Linked DNA regions of Mus musculus: region 1 is linked to region 2. Evidence: chromatin contacts called from public ChIA-PET data. All regions are on one chromosome and are shown on one strand. The core of a region is the stretch at or near the end of the contact, and the rest is flanking DNA. Distances in the headings are between cores, read along the strand shown.

What was found. ChIA-PET counts read pairs in DNA pulled down with a chosen protein or histone mark.
Region 1: a contact with region 2 is called in an RNA polymerase II ChIA-PET map of memory CD8 T cells, with 145 read pairs. The contact joins the enhancer-like site here to the promoter of Fam124b in region 2. A contact is called at or near these places in 4 of 39 promoter capture datasets (the 3T3-L1 cell line, liver, maxillary cranial neural crest and 1 more), 1 of 115 datasets of contacts at active chromatin or transcription factors (memory CD8 T cells) and 2 of 9 other capture datasets (adipose tissue and liver).

Annotation. Positions count from the first base shown.
Region 1 is chr1:80,729,358-80,733,049 of GRCm38.p6, reverse strand. The region is part of intron 1 of Dock10 (dedicator of cytokinesis 10); the gene reads left to right. Among named protein-coding and RNA genes, the nearest start is that of Dock10, 27 kb to the left of the region's middle. Within about 2 kb of position 2,174, at least 34 of the 459 cell types and tissues checked have an H3K27ac peak or open chromatin away from gene starts, as enhancers often do. A contact at or near this core is called in memory CD8 T cells, where this site is marked.
Region 2 is chr1:80,212,688-80,216,165 of GRCm38.p6, reverse strand. It overlaps Fam124b (family with sequence similarity 124, member B), which reads left to right and starts at 2,222. Exons shown (of 2, transcript NM_173425.3): 1 at 2,222-3,233. The coding sequence starts at 2,502. All of the region lies in intron 1 of 2310015K22Rik (a long non-coding RNA gene), which reads right to left. LOC108167342 (a long non-coding RNA gene) reads left to right here. Exons shown (of 3, transcript XR_865551.2): 2 at 1-24.

The DNA.
Region 1 (3,692 bases), core at 925-3,424, 520 kb before region 2:
TCACACATGCACACCTACCTGTACACACACACTCACACACGCTTGTACACTAGCACATGACAAGAAGCAGATTTTTAAAAGTGTCTGTAAAAATGGTAGCAAGAATGAATACAGACATTCTACAATGAACCTAGTGGATGTCGTACACACGAAAGTTTTACACCTAATACTAAAGAAGAAAATTCAAGCAAGACCAAACTCTAAAGAGAACCAAAAATATTAAGAAAGTACTAAATCCACACATGACAAAGCTAAGACTAATCAAGGAACTAAAAGTATGAAAGAGAAACTTAATTGCTTTAGCTGTGCTGTATCTATCAGGAGAAAGAATGCATTGGACTCCTTAATGACAGAAGCCTAACATGAGAGGGTGCGTGTGCAAGCTATGGTGGGCATCCCCGAGTAAAGTACATGCACAAACTAGAGTTTAATAGCAAACTTCATAGTAAATGTAAGATTTAATCTCACCCATTTCAAACTAAGGAATAGACTTAGTAATAATATTTTAATATACAACATATTTTAAGTTTTAAAAACCTCTAATAGAGAACATTCTTCCAAATAATTGAATTTTTTTAACCAACCAAACTTTTTATAAACAAAGAATTATCCAAAATTCTATCTCAAAATTTTTCTTTAATTCCAAAAGATACTTAAGAAAAGTTTTTGGACTGCCCTGACATCTGCTATGCCTAGGGAATAAATGACATCATAAAATATTCCTAGTGACAAAGAATAAGACAGTTTAAAGTGTACAATTAATATGGGGAATTTTTTCCTTCAGCTGTCGACATTTTTCCCCCTCTGTTGAGCCTTTAAGCTGTATTTCATATTTGTTACTACAAATAATATTTTTTTATTCTGGCTGACCTCTGGGAAATTTTGAATTACTAAATTTTTGCTATTGTCTAAGTGGCAGCTTACTGAAGTCCACAGAAAAGAGAATAAAGAAACTAGAGACCTATTTTGGAGATTGGCAAGAATTGCCACCACTCGAGTATCCCATAAAAGCAACAATAAATCTACTTCTGAGAAATCAAGGGATATTTGCAGTTAGCAGACTCTGCTGATCCCCTTCATCCACCAGGTTCTTTTTCTATTGAGAGCTAAACATTCTGCTTTTGGGGTAGAAAGAAGAAGAGTTTGATCTTAACAAGACAATGAAGTGCACAGTGTCTGATGTGAGTTAACTCCAGGTATTGATCAGGACTGAGATTTCATTTAACCCTATTGTAGCTGGTCAGGAGACTACATGTCTATGCTTTCTTGCATGTCCAGGGCTTCCAGGTGATGTCCTTTAACAGCAGAACCGTAAACAGCTGCAACCTTCTTTCGGTAAAAATGGAGGCCATAGTCACCACAGCTAATTTGTGTGTGTGTTTTACGAAGATTATTTTTAAAAGACAAGGGATGAGTTGCGTTGTCTGCAGAGCACTGCTCCACCATGGCTCACATTATTATAGTAATTCGTTACAGGTATTGAATGAGATAAGTGAGCACCAATTGTCAGCTTTGGTATGTTCCAGAAACTCGTTTGGCTTATCTGATGTAAAATTAGAGTCCTCTTGACATTCTGGTTTTTCAGCCATGGAGTATAAAACAGAGAAAACACATGTTACCTTATAAATACATTAAAGGATTAAGGAATTGTCTTTAATTTGCAAGTAAAGTGGAGGCAGATGGAATTCAGCATGACATTATGGCTGAATTGGAAAGAACTTAGGAACGTCTTTTGGTTGCTGTATGCATTCTCCCGTACTAGTGCACAGGCATGCCTGCAAATGTTTTCCAGACCTCTTTTTAAAACCAAAGCGTTGTTCAGAATAACTCTTGTCTCCAGTTGCTGTGAAGGAATCAAGTCTGATGGCTGTCCATCATGTTTTGGATCAGAGTAATTATAAAACCCAGACGGAGGGTCTTTAACCATTAGCTTTCAACATAACCCGTGTCAAATCCTGATGTCTGTATTCCAAGTCCCCTTTTGTGTAACTGAAGGGAGCGGTTTTATCCTGCTTATGAACAGCAAGTCTGAATAAATGGAGTATTTCCTGAGAAATCTGGACACAAGGCCTACTAATACTGGATTGTTCTTGGTAGCAATGAGGTTGTACCATGCGACGTCACCTTCAGGTCCTACTTGTACTTCCTGCCTAGTGGATTTAGCAGGAACTTTGTTACTCTTCTGCTGGGCCGTGTATGGCTGCACAGAGTCAGCCCTGCTGCGGTTTTCTCTTTGGGCACATCCTGTGAATGGCTCATATTGTTTTCATTCTGTCTCTCTTTACTTTCCCACATCTGAAGACAGAGCCTAGGACTTCACCCATCTGAGCAAGCAGTCTATGGCTGAGTCTTGGCCGGACTTTCAGGAACTTCTGCCCCACAGCAGCTGCAGCTTTCTGCAGCTTTCTTTCAGAATAAGTTAGGCCTGTGGTACCTTGTGTACAGATATGGTGTCCCCATTAGTTGCCTGATGTTCCAGCTTCTCGCTCAGCTTTTGACATGACTGAGTTTCTTTACAGAAGTTGCAAGCCTTCTCTTTGAAACCCAGGATTATTGAAAATGTGTTCTGTTTTAAAGGTTTTTTTTAATCAACATTAAAACCTCTAATATGAATATTTTATTGCAAAAGGAAACCACACAGGTCCTGCAGTCATAACCGCAGATGACTTCCGGTGAGCAATGACTTCCAGTGAGCACCATGGTCACTGGTGGCCTTGACCTCAATATTTAAAACACTTTAAAAATTTACATACCTGTTACCACATTCAGAAATCTACAGACGGTCAAGGGGTATGATAACTAACCTGATTAATGTCAAATATGTTGCAGAACTGCCTCCAAAAAACAAAAAGAAAAGAAAAGAAAGAATTAAACTATTTCTATAAGTTAAAGAATTAAGCTATAAGTTATTCTGTATATGTTAGGTCAACCTGATTTTCAATTTTTTATTTCCTCTCTGGCAGATAAGAAAGTAGCCACTTTAAGGATATCTGAACTGAATACCCCTAGTTGGTATGTTTGTGTTGGGGCCTCTGAGGTCTTTCCTCTCAGGAGCAAGAAAAGGAGTTTAGATGTCTATCTTTTCTACTTTGTATATAGCTACAAGATTTTTTTGACAACTACATCATTATCATTGTATGCCTTTTTATTTCAACTAATGTTCATTGTTGTGAAGTCTTTAAGCTGGTGATTCACTAAGACCAGCTTGCTGTGATAAGACTCTGAGTGGGGCATCTTCTGAGTGGGGCATCTTCTGAGACAAAGACCATATCAGACTTCCCACCACAGAGAACAGTGCCCTGCAGCAAGTCAGTGCCCTGTCTTCCTGGGCCTGTCTTCCAAAACCTGAAATGTTTTCTGTGATGTCCCTTCATGGTGGTTGACTGATCCATTTTCCAGGCCTTGGATTTTGTTTCCAGGAGAGAAGAACAGAGCATCAGGATAGTGGAGCTGGTGTGTTTAATATGGGGTGAACACCAGCTGGGAAGAAAATAGCCCGGGGAACTTCAGCTTGACTGTGAAAGTCCTGCTTCAGAGTCTGCCTCGCTCTCCTAATGTACAACACTTCTTTTTCTGGATGCACTCTTCACACTTTAAGCATTATACTCAATTTGAATCCATTGTTTAAAATGTTAATTTCCTGAACCATGCAAACCATCTGACTCGAATGCTAAAATTTTCACCTTTAGAAA
Region 2 (3,478 bases), core at 973-3,472:
GCCATTTGTGCTGAGAGGAGGAAGGTAACCACAGTGGAGGTAGCAAGCCGGGGAGGGTGGGGTAGGCCCAGGATGTCCCAGTGCTCCAAGAGAAGGAACTGCAAAGACAGGTAGGATGCTGGCTGACCCTCCCCTGTTCCTGACTGCAATTGCTTGGTGCTTTAGCTGCCAACAGATTAATGAGATTCTATCTATCTATCTATCTATCTATCTATCTATCTATCTATCTATCTATCTATCTACACAACAACACTCCACAGGGAAAAGGAACGTTGGATGGAAGGCTAAACAACCAATTCCCACCTAGGAAGTTTAGCCTCTGTGTTAGACAAAATGCCGTGAGCTAATGAGTTAATCTTTTTGACTCAGGGGTAGGGTTTTTCTCTTCAAACATTTAGAGTTCTTTATGCTATTTTAAGAATTTCAAAAGTTCTTTCAAGAACCAGGGTTTGGTCTAAAGTGACTCAGAAGAGATAGAGGCAGGTTGTGGGGGAGGAAAGGGTCTTATAGTGAGGAAAGAGTGTTATAGTTTTCAAATGTCAGCATGTGACATGAATTAAGAGGTGGCTTCTTCTTTTTTTTTAACATTTGAGAGCTATGCTCTAAGGGGAAAAAAAACCCTCTAACAATTACCAGACAGTTAAAGCAAAATTAATCTAATTACTAAGTGTTATGTGGACATTTAAAAACAATTTGTCCTTACAAATTACATTTCTATAATTTTCTTATACAGAAATCTTAGGATTATAGAATTCAATTGATTAAAATTGTGGGTAGATCTGGATGGAGATGGTTCTTTTCCATGAAGTTTTGACTTTAAATGTGGTTGTTCTCCTGTTACTAAGTGGCCAGGCCCATAAGCTTCCACCTCAGCTTCTCTGCAGTCCAAAAGAATCGGAAACAGAAATTAGAAAAGAGAAGTGGATGACTGGATGCTTTGGTCAAGTCAAGGAAAGAAAGGGTCTATTTTTTTCTCCCATGTGCCTGTGAGAGTTTTACAATGTATAGAGACCTATGGATGTAGCCAGCAGATTTGCAGACTCAGCTGGAAGACTCCTTACTGCTCCTTTCCTGGGACTGCCTCCCCTGCTCCATTCTTAGCTATGGAGGGGCAAAGACGTCTCTCTTTAGAATTAGAGTACTCAGCCCATTATCAAAGCACGAGATCATAACTTTCTCATGTGTATTAAAGTTAGAGGAAGTTGGTTTTGAACTAATTAGAAAGTCACAACATATTCTGTAGCATTCATAGCTTCTTTTAAATCAAACTCACATTTAGAAATCGATGCATATCCGGGCCCAGCAACAGCACAACTATCAGAATAGCATTTTTTTCTTTGTTGTTTGTGGCAATAGAGATTTGATATATAGCCTAGAGTGCCTTCTACAGGGCCCAACCAGCCTTGAACTCACAATGATCCCCCTGTCTCAGCCTCCTGAATCCTGGGATTATAGGTATTTGCAACTAGGCTTGACTATTAAAGAATTTAGGAACAGATTAGGTGATTACATCAACGGTGGGGTATCCTTCTATTTAAGGTTCTACAGCCTGTATCCACAGGTGAGTGTGTCAACAGGAAGTTGACATGGCAGCTTTTCCTCATCATAAGAGAAAAGAAATCGTGGCTGGCCTTCTCAGCTCCAGAGAGGTAGCATTGGATATCTTGGGTTCAAAGACCTCAGCCACTTCACTGTGTGAGTTTGGCAAAGTTACTTAATTTTTTTTTTTTTCTTTCTATGCCTCAGTTTCTTGTCAGCAACTGGGGAATAATTACCCTCTTCTTTGTAGGCTTGTTGGCTAATTAAATCAATTCATAGGATGTTTAATGGCAGTTTACTCTAAATTCAACCAGGCATTTTTTTCAGTGAGGCCAACACTATTTAGACAAAATATCTCTTCTTTGTGACTTAGTATAAAATTATCAGAAGCAAGTAGCTGGCATGCAGATAAGACTGGGGAGTTGTTTTAAAGAACACATTCTATTCAGGTGGCCTGGCAGGCCACTGTAAACATCAGGATATTTAAGTAGGAAGTCAGAGCCCATTGTGGTCCACCAAATGGATGTCTAGTCAGTGTAACAGAGCCACAGATTGCTATCAGCACAACAGAGCCGCCTCCTGTTCCTTTCGGCCGATCATTTCCTCTATTGAGTTGAATGTAAGAACCACCCACTGGGCGTGGGTCTCAGCATTATAGGTTTTTAGGTCAAACCAAAACCCTGGGGAATGCCCGAGAAAGCCAAGCAAATAGTTACATCTGCTCAGACCGGATGACATAGAGCGACTCTGTTGTGTGTAGCCGACTCCACACTTGAGTGACATTCCCCGCTGGAGCACTGGAGGAAGCCAGGAGCATGTGTGATCTGGTGAAGAACTTGGTTCAGAAGTTGCTAAAGATTTTATAGAGGCTGAGGGCTCTGCGTGAGGCCTTGGTTCTTCCTAAAAGGCTGAGCTGTGGGCCCTGTCGGGTGGCCTTCATCATAATCTTCACATAGCCTGCCATGGATGAGATACAGGAACCTCTAGCCTTGACTGTGCATCTTCTTGCCGACACTGGGAACGGTTTGCTTCTGCAGCAGGCTCTGGACCAACTACTAGAATGTATCTGCCCAGAGGTGCGTCTCTTCCTGGTGTCTGAACGTGCCAGGCCAGTGAACTACCATGAAAAGTACCACCCGCGGAGGGCCCGCTTCCCAGGAATGTCTGTTTTGCTCTTCCTTCAGGAAAGCCTGGGACAAGAACGGTTGTTTCGAGTCTTGGACTTCCTACGGCGTTCACCCTGGCAGGGTTTCCCTACCCAGCATGCACAGGGGAGGTCTTGTTCTTATCTCCCTGCCAATCAGGAATTCTACAGTCTGCACAACCAGATGCCAGTGTGGGGCATGAGGCCAGTGAATTGTGGCACTGATATCCTCAGGGTGACTCTGTACTGCAGTTTTGATAACTATGAAGATGCCATCAGACTCTATGAGATGCTTCTACAGAGAGACGCCACTGTGCAAAAGAGCGACTTCTGTTTCTTTGTCCTCTATGCCACCGAGGGCTTCAGCCTGCAGCTCTCTCTGAAGCAGCTGCCCCTGGGAATGTCAGTAGACCCCAAGGAGTCTTCTGTGCTGCAGTTCAGGGTTCAAGAGATTGGGCAGCTGGTGCCTCTTCTACCCAATCCGTGTGTTCCCATCAGCAGCGCGAGGTGGCAGACTCAGGACTATGATGGCAATAAGATTCTGCTGCAGGTATTTCATTTCGTTCATTTCTGGGGTGTACCAGGTTTAGTAGGGTCAGATCCAGGATCCTGGGAGCTCAAACAAGCTAGACTTGGCCGTCCATCTACAGCAGGCCAATTAAAATGACGAATAGTAGAGGAAGACAGAGAAAGAATTCAAAGTGGCTACATTGAACAAGTGAAATCACCCTCCTGTCGCCACTCCCCTCCCCCATGAAGTTTAAGTTTAAATAGAGGGCAAGAAATATGCCTAAG